Linked DNA regions of Zea mays: all the other regions are linked to region 1. A link is a contact called in public Hi-C data. All regions are on one chromosome and are shown on one strand. The core of a region is the stretch at or near the end of the contact, and the rest is flanking DNA. Distances in the headings are between cores, read along the strand shown.

Region 1 (2,791 bases), core at 112-2,611:
TCACAGGATTATCTATGGTGCTGATTTGGCAGCATTCCTGCAAACATTTGCAAAGATTGTTGAGGATCCTGAATGCCTCACATTGTAAGGGAAGCTTCATACAAGTTCTCAATTTTTTTTTATTCACAATTGGAAGACAATGCCAATATAGATAATAAAAAGACACTTTTCAATGTTATATCTCCACATACAGATTTTTGTGTACAGTTTATACACTGATCGTTTTCGCTCCGTGTGTTTATCTATTCTTGGAGGGAGACCCTGATTCAAGAAACCATGAATTGTGTAAACACTTTGGGGCATTAATAATGATAGAGGCTGCTTCCTGGTTCCTATATAGATCTTGTTTATGTCTTAACTGGACAATACTAATTGACAGGAAATTCAACAGATCATTTTTTCCTGTTTTGAGTAAAGTTAAAGCAAACGAGCATAGCCTCTCTGGTCGCATCAGATGGACTTTTAGAACGGTACCTAGATTTTTTTTCTGGTTACTTCAACAAGCCTTCACAGTTACAGAACAAAATGATGCAGGATTCCTAAATTACAAGAAGGTAAAAGATGCCAGGCAGGCATATGGTTACGTCCTCTGAGGCGGGCCTGCCTTGGTGAAGAGTGAAGAGAATAGCAAGCAGTTCTCCAGAGTACGTATTGGTGACGTGGTTCCTTCAGGACATGTGGCCGTCGGGGCCGCCTTCTGGGGCTGCCGGCGAGGCCTCGCTGAGGTCGAGGATCTCGACGCGGCGGTTGGTCCGCTTCCTGATCTTGATGGCCACGTCCTGCGGGCTGAAGGCGCCCCACACTACGACCCGGCCGTGCTTCTTGTCGATCAGGTGTTTCTCCAGCTCTGCAAAAAAACCAAAAAGGTTCAGTTCAGAGAAGCTTCACAAACCGAGGTTTCAGCCTTTCAGGCATCACCGCAGATGGGCGGCTAGAGTGTTTACCTCGCATCTGGAGGAGCGCCCTCCTGATCCTCTGGTAGCACCCGTTGCAGTCGATGTTCATCCTCAGGGTCATGCAGTAGGACTGCTGCTGAGAGTAAAGAGCACACGTCACTTAACTGCCTCTCGGAGTTTCAGCTCTCGACAACAATTTTGCTAGGACTGACATAACATGAAACCCTCATGTTGGCACGCACTCACCCTGTAGTCCATGGAGCTCTTCTCCTCCCGGCGGCGGCGGCGACGGTTTCGACTGGCCGGAGGGGAGGAGGTGCAGAGTGTGAAAAAGGCCGCCGCAGGGAGAGCGAGGACCGAGTGCTGTTAAGGGCGGCCAGCAGAGGAAAGGAAGGGATTAGCGTGCGAGGCGCTGCTTGATGCTCGCTTTGGTGTGCTTCGCTTTGCTTGCAGCCGTACTTGACTACTTGTAACTTGTGAGCCTGATCTTTTATGGACGCTTCACTCGAGTGATTCATTCCCGTGTGGGCTCGATCTATGTGCTTTTTGGGAATCAGATTCCGGGGCACAAGCAGCGCAGGCTGGCTTCCATGCAGTGCCCTTTCCGCTTCCACACATCCTTTTTCTACGACTGCTCTGCTGTTCTTCGGCTCGTTGATTCGGAGTTTTGGACCGTGGACCCGCTTATATGCTTTCACATTTTGGTTACTTTTAGATTCATCGACTCCTACGGTAATCGGTATTGCTAGTATTCTGCAAGGTCCCGTGGGAAGGTTATTAGCACTCTTTACATGTTCATTTTAATCTTAATTCATATAGATGGAAGGAGATTGAATGGATTTAAAGTGCTAGTTTGAAAGCAAAGTGTGGACTTGTTCAAACGTCGGGTCACATAAAGGTTGGATCGTTCAAACGTCGGGTCAAGTAAAGATTGGATCGTGTAAATATTGGATCGTTTGATCCGGCTCATGTCCAACTCATGCATAGTATCGAGTTATGTTAGATTAGCCCATGCCTCTATTGAACACGTCGGGTTAGATTTTTTCTAGATTGGGTCGGATTTTTTTAGCTTAGATTAGGTTTGGGATGAACTGTACCTAACCCATGGATGGTTACTGGTCAAACACTAGCATATACCCATACATCGCATTAATCAGATTTGCATTAATCAGTTTTTTTTCGAGCAAGTTCGTTGGATCAGAAGGTCTATGCTCAGATCTAACAAGGAGAGGTAAAGAGAAAAAACCTATCATAAATAATTAAATATCTTATTTAAATAGTATCTCCTAAAATTCCTCACCCCAGGAGATCCCAAAGGATTTAAGTTCACAAACTAACCCAGATGGGAATAACCGTAGTAAGATTCATGTCCACGTGTCCTGTATCGTTCTACGATAAGGCTATAAAACGTTGGAGTGGGGCCTATTTTGTTTTGGATTACAGCTCAAATCTCGACTAAATACAAGCTCGAACTTTTCAGAATACAAAAAGGCACTAAAATTAATCCTAAGTTGCCTTGCAACTTCGAGAGAGTAGTTCTGATTTACATATAGTAATCATAATTAACCCTTCAGGAAAGTTACAGTCCGGGATGTTTCTCCACGTCTCAGGTCAGCACTGATCCAACACCCTACCGAGCTCGAACAAACCAGGACAGACCAATACCTTGGGGCTCCTGGCCTGGTAGGAGAATTAGTGAGGGCACAAAATTGTTGGAAGGGATAGTAAAGCTGTAGACGCAGAATTCTCAATCCACGTCCCATCAATGAATCCTGACACATCCGATGGGACTGAGCCTTTTTCTGCTTCCACACTAAACCTAGGGCAATGCTGTCCTCGATTGGAACCCGTGTCCACGTAATTTTCTCCCCTCTCGGTATGACGCCAATCCAACA
Region 2 (2,791 bases), core at 139-2,638, 340 kb before region 1:
CCTAATAGTCATATGTGTCGATTTATCCTAAAAAGTACTTTTACGAAAGTATAAATGTATTAAGAGTTCATTTGTATTTAAAAAAAAATATTGGTCAAAGCTATATTTTGGAGTACCTGTCGTTTTCCTAAACGACTTATAATTTGCACCTTGAGGGAGTATTAAATACTACAAGGTGCACCCACAACATTGACAACCATGTCTGCGTGCAGTGCTAAACTTTGCTCCTAGCTTCAATATATGACAACATGCCAGCCTAGGACTTCACAGAATAGAAACCGAAAAATCTTTGTCGGTCATTTAACTTCGGTCAGCTTGTCTATGTGCCGACATTTGATTCATTGAGTACTCTTGCTCAGTGTGGCACTCTACAAATATTTTGCCGAGTATATTTTGTTTTGTCTGCCGTCTTCAGTAGTGAGAGGGTCGATCTCGACGCCGTTGAGGCGTTGAAAGCTCCGGAGCCCGGAGGGTCCGATGGCCCCAAAGCCTCCTACGTTAAGACACCTCGGAAAGACTACGATGCCCTAGACGTATTTAATACGTTGACGCCTATATATAATTTATTTAATTTAGTTAGATAAAATATGTCATATATATTAAATCTAACATAAGAGACATATATTTAGCATACAGAAATAACAATAATCGGATCATCATTATTATTATACAAAGCCAGTCATTCCATCATCATGCACTGCACGTACCCATTGTAGCAGTTCGTTCCTCTGTCTGGCTCAGTAGTAGCCCAGTCTAAGCTGAAGATCCAGACGCTCTTCCGCGCCATCGCCATGACTGCACGCTCCTATCCTCAACTCTAAGTTCTTCCCCTCGACGTCCTTGGTCGTGGGGAGCGATGCGGAGGAGAAACGGTTGCCCGCCAGCTTTGCCACTGGAACAGACAAGCCTCCGTCGCTGCTGGCAGCACCATGCGCTAGCAGCGACGACAAGCTGAGCTCAAGGTCAAGAACTGATGTGCAACTAGGATTAGGGTTTGGATGGGGAGCAGCAATACGGTGTGAAGTGTACTGTTGGTGGATCAGTCTGGCCCTGTCCAGCCTGTGGATGTTCATGTGGCCTCCCAGCCCTTGTGCTGATCTGAACTCCTTCTTGCAATACCCGCAGGTGTACGACGACGACGACGACGACGACCTTACCTGTGGCGGCAGCCATGAGGAGGCGGCGGACAAGCTCAAGTTGTCACTGCAAGGCGACTGTTGTTGTTGCTGCAGTTTCATTTGGGCGCCGTCATCTTCTCCCTCCATAGCTGCTAGCTAGTCGAGTGGCGCGCGTGTGCCTAACCTAGCTAACTACCTTTGGAGAATGGACAAATGGAGGGAGCTGACTACTGAGTGAGAGAGTGCTATAAACTAAAGCTGGGCTAGCGAGCTATAAGAAGAGTGAAGGGCATGTATATATATACACACACATTATCGCATGAAGAGGCAAGATAGAGCACACCTACATTTTAGACAGGAAAAAAACAAAAACAAAAACAAAAACAAAAATGGTCTGCATGCGTCCATCGGTCCATGCGTCCTGGGCCGGGCCCCGCGCTCTCCCCGCTGCTGCGAAAGCGACACACAGACGTGATCCGTCGTTCCATTGAACCCGACCTGCTGATGCCTCCGATACCCAAACTTTGTGAGTTTGCAGATGTAGGCTGCGAGCTAGCTAGGTGCTTCCGGGCATAGCTACAGAACCTGCACCCATGCCATGCATGGAGCGGGCGGGGCGGCAAAACAAAAGGCTGCGCATGCACCGGTGTCACACGACGCGCAGATGGCCCGGCACACACAACTTTGACCACGTTGAGATTGTGAGATCAGCCACGTATCGTATGATGATATACTCGCTCCGTCTTAAAATAATATTCGTTTTAACTATTGTTTTTTATCTATATATTCAAATAAATGATGATAAATCTAGACACATATACAAAATATCAAGAATTGTTTGAATCCAATAATTCACTAAAACAAATTTTAATTTGGAACAGAGAGTATAAGATATAAGTTTTATCTTATCTAGTTGTTAGGCTAGACGTGTGGAAGAAAAATAGATCTACACTGCAAGGATGAATCTAGGTGGGAAAGGGGAAAACAAGAAAAGAAATAGAAAAGTTGGGATTAATAAAGGACCGCAAAATAAAGGAGGAGAACGTCATAGGTGCCTCCTCTTTCTCTCCCTTGGCTGTTCAGCCACGTATTGTATGGCGGTGGAGAGTCACGACATACAATATACAAGACTTATCTGGTTGTTAGAGGAGACGTGGGGGAGAAAAATATATCTACGCCGCCGCCGCGACGACTGGCGAGTCGGAGGCCAGCTAGATGGCCTGCTCGAGGTCCTCTACATCCTCTATGGCGATGTAGAAGAATCTGGGTAAGAGAGGGCGTAGACAAGAAAATAGATGGAAAGTTGGAGATGAAGTGCTCGTGGTTGTTGCTTGGTTACACATACAAGAGATAAGCGTATCTGGTTGTTAGGCCAAATGTGATGAAAAAATAGATCTACCTGTTTCGGATTTGACGCCCGACAATGAAACTATAAAGATAAAGATGGGATAGATTAGAAGAAATATAATGAATTTTTTTAGAAAAGGAGGATTGTGGAAACTAGAGAAACTGATGTTTTATAGGAATTAGGATTTGTTTTTCAACATCAGCGATTTCGATGATGGCAATTTTAGTCTACATGTGGCCGATCAGATGCAAGGGATAAAAAATGTTTTATCTCGGACATATGAAACTGGTTTTAATTTTTCCCTTAAATCATGCTCTCACTACCA
Region 3 (2,791 bases), core at 103-2,602, 260 kb before region 1:
GGGACCCTTTGGGCCCTACATGATGTCATGATCACAGCCCAACTGGCAACTGCACATGTTTAGTTATTTTAATGCTCGTGGATACGGGTGCTGGTTAGTTATGAGTTATGACCAATTGACCCTTGGAGAGACGAGGGACGCGTCGCATGCATGCACGGAGGACGAGTACAGGCTATCGTCGTAGGGAAGTGGAAGCGTGGAAGTGGATGCGAGGACCATTCATACCATCGGTTTGTGTGGTTTGTAGAACGGATCAATGATCAATCAACCAGCCAGCCTGAGACCGTAGGGAACACAACAACGGTACCATGCGCGACTTTAATTTTCCTGGCGCATTGATGATGCGCTACCCCGCCTACCCGGCTACCCCTAGGGGAAAAAAATATCGCCACCAACCACGCATCGGCTGCCTCTGTTTTCAATCAGCAAACGGATCGGATTAATTGCATTTCTCCCTGTGTTGTGGTGGTATACTACAAACTGCGAATCTAATCCCCTCCCAACGAAGTGGCAACCCCGTCGTGAGATCGCACGAAACGGGAATCGCGCGAACTTGAGCGATCGATGGACCGAAGCAACCAGTGGAAATTGACGGCGTGCGTGGGAGAGAGAGAGAGAGGGAGGGAACAATGGAGAAGGAAGGAAGGAAGGAAGAGGACTCACAGCGGGCGGAGGAGGAGGAGGAGAAGAGGATCTTGTCGAGGCTCTCGTTGGGCACGTACTCGTACACCAGCAGCTTGTCCTCCGCCCCGCGGGCGCAGTAGCCGATGAGGTTGACCACGTTGCGGTGCTGCACGCGGGACAGCAGCGTGGCCTCGTTGCGGAACTCCCGGGCGCCCTGCCGCGAGCCGGCGCCCAGGCGCTTGACGGCGACGTCGCGGCCGTCCTCCAGGCGGCCCCGGTACACGGGGCCGAACCCGCCCTGCCCGAGCCGGTTCTTCTCGGAGAAGCTCCGCGTCGCCGCCGCCAGGGTCTCGTACCTGAACGCGCGCTGCTCCCGCGCCGCGATCGCCTCGAGGTCCGCCTCCTCCTCCCTGTCGCGGCGGGACTGGTCGGAGGAGGAGCGGCGGGAGGAGGAGAAGGGGCGGGCCAGGCGCTCCAGGAACGCCCGCGGCTTCATGCTGGCCTCGTCGGCCAGCGCCTCGGTGCCGGTGGGGATTGGGGAGGGTATCGGCCTGCCTGAGCCCTGAGCCCCCGAGGCGGCCGGGTGAAAAACGTACGCAGACGCGGGAGGTGGGTGGGTTCTTCTCCCACTGCGCGCCCACGTGCGCAAGCGCAGGCAGCTTCCAGGCGAGCGGACGGGGCTGGAGGGAAGCTAGCTAGCTCGGCAGGCGGGGCTTGAGCGGGAGACGGGCGGCGGTGGGTGGGATTTTCGTGCGGGGTCGGGACGGGGCTCCAAGACCAAGAGCGCATCGGGTGAAGCGACAGCTGGTGCTGCTGCTATTGTTCAAGACCCGTCTCTGTCGCGGCAAAGTACGCGTCTGCGCGTTCAACAACGCCGTGTTGTTCCGTTCCGCCCGGCGGTTCCACAGAACAGAGGGGAGTCCGTGGGCGCAGCACGACACGAGGCAGCAAGCGGCATGGAACGGATTCGTGGGAAACCGGGAGGAAGCAAGCGGCACAGCTGCCGGCTTGGTCAGGTCCGTCTCCCACACACACACGCACGCATGAGCAGAACGGAGTCGATGCTGATCCACGTCCGTTTCCCCACCAAGAGACACGGAAGGACGACCATGGCCATTCATCATCATGACGAGAGCAACAAGCCTCGACGCCATGATGATATGGAATACTGAGCGGTTATCCGTGTTAAGAACCCCTTGCTACCGAGTGTAGTTCAAGTACTACTTAACTAAATAATAGTAGAATACAAGGAGACAATAGTGTAGAGATGGACTGATTCTTTATTACTGTATGGTGCTGCTATCCAAGATTACATGATATGTGGATCTCCTCTCTATTTATAGACAATAACTAGGGTTTCAGGCATATGGGCCACATAGGCCTTCCTGGCCCAAGAAAGGTTTCTTAACACTCCCCTTTGGCCTAATGCCACGAGATGCATATGTCCCAAAATTCCATAAAAACCTAGTGGGAAAAATTGGAGAAAGAGTACATAGCTCACGCTTGCTGTGTCGCATGAATTGCCTCATCAAAACCTTAGTGAGAAACTTTCATGAAAACTCACATAAAGGAAAAAAGTACAATTTACCCAATATAACAATTTAATCTTCTAGATTATTTGGGTACTTAAAATTTACGTTTAAGATTTATTTAGGTGTGTGTGAAGTTTCTCCCCCTGAGATCTGCAATTCTCTAAGTCTCATCATTCCAAGTCCTCGGACGCATCTTTCAAAGGATGACGCAGGAAGTGACTTTGTGAACATATCTGCGAGATTTTCACATGACTTAGTGTGCAATATTTTAATCTCATTCATCTTATGTAGTTCATGTGCATAGAAGAATTTGGGATTTATATGCTTCGTAAGATTGCTTTTCACATAACCCATTTGAACTTGTGCGACACAAGCTGCATTGTCTTCAAAAATGATTGTGGGTGTTTGCTCAATATTCAACCCACATGCAGATTGGATATGGTTGATCATTCTTCGAAGCCATGCACATTCACGCGAGGCTTCATATAATGCAATAATTTCTTAGTGGTTCGTTGAAGTCGAGACCAAAGTTTGTTTTGACGACTTCCATGAAATTGCAGTTCCTCCACAAAGAAATACATATCCAGTTTGAGATTTGCCTGAATGTGGATCAGACAGGTATCCAACATCAGCAT

The links. A called contact is a pair of places that touch in the nucleus more often than the background predicts.
Region 2: a contact with region 1 is called in a Hi-C map of ear, with 2.2 times the contacts expected there. The contact joins the promoter of ra1 here to the promoter of LOC100275657 in region 1. A contact is called at or near these places in 3 of 25 Hi-C or Micro-C datasets (ear, endosperm and tassel).
Region 3: a contact with region 1 is called in a Hi-C map of seedling, with 4 times the contacts expected there. The contact joins the promoter of LOC100279841 here to the promoter of LOC100275657 in region 1. A contact is called at or near these places in 9 of 25 Hi-C or Micro-C datasets (bundle sheath, ear, endosperm and 3 more).

What each region holds. Positions count from the first base shown.
Region 1 is chr7:114,614,275-114,617,065 of Zm-B73-REFERENCE-NAM-5.0, reverse strand. LOC100275657 reads right to left here and starts at 1,361. Exons shown (of 3, transcript NM_001149692.2): 1 at 1,143-1,361; 2 at 945-1,029; 3 at 466-847. The coding sequence starts at 1,154. The coding sequence ends at 669. It overlaps LOC542626 (mismatch binding protein Mus3), which reads right to left. Exons shown (of 21, transcript XM_020541216.2): 21 at 2,144-2,791. It overlaps LOC100285796 (dihydrolipoyllysine-residue acetyltransferase component of pyruvatedehydrogenase complex), which reads left to right. Exons shown (of 6, transcript NM_001158686.3): 6 at 1-187. The coding sequence ends at 88.
Region 2 is chr7:114,957,240-114,960,030 of Zm-B73-REFERENCE-NAM-5.0, reverse strand. It overlaps ra1 (ramosa1), which reads right to left and starts at 1,388. Exons shown (of 1, transcript NM_001149977.2): 1 at 673-1,388. The coding sequence starts at 1,265. The coding sequence ends at 738.
Region 3 is chr7:114,874,860-114,877,650 of Zm-B73-REFERENCE-NAM-5.0, reverse strand. It overlaps LOC100279841 (putative protein kinase superfamily protein), which reads right to left and starts at 1,352. Exons shown (of 3, transcript NM_001360999.1): 1 at 664-1,352. The coding sequence starts at 1,120.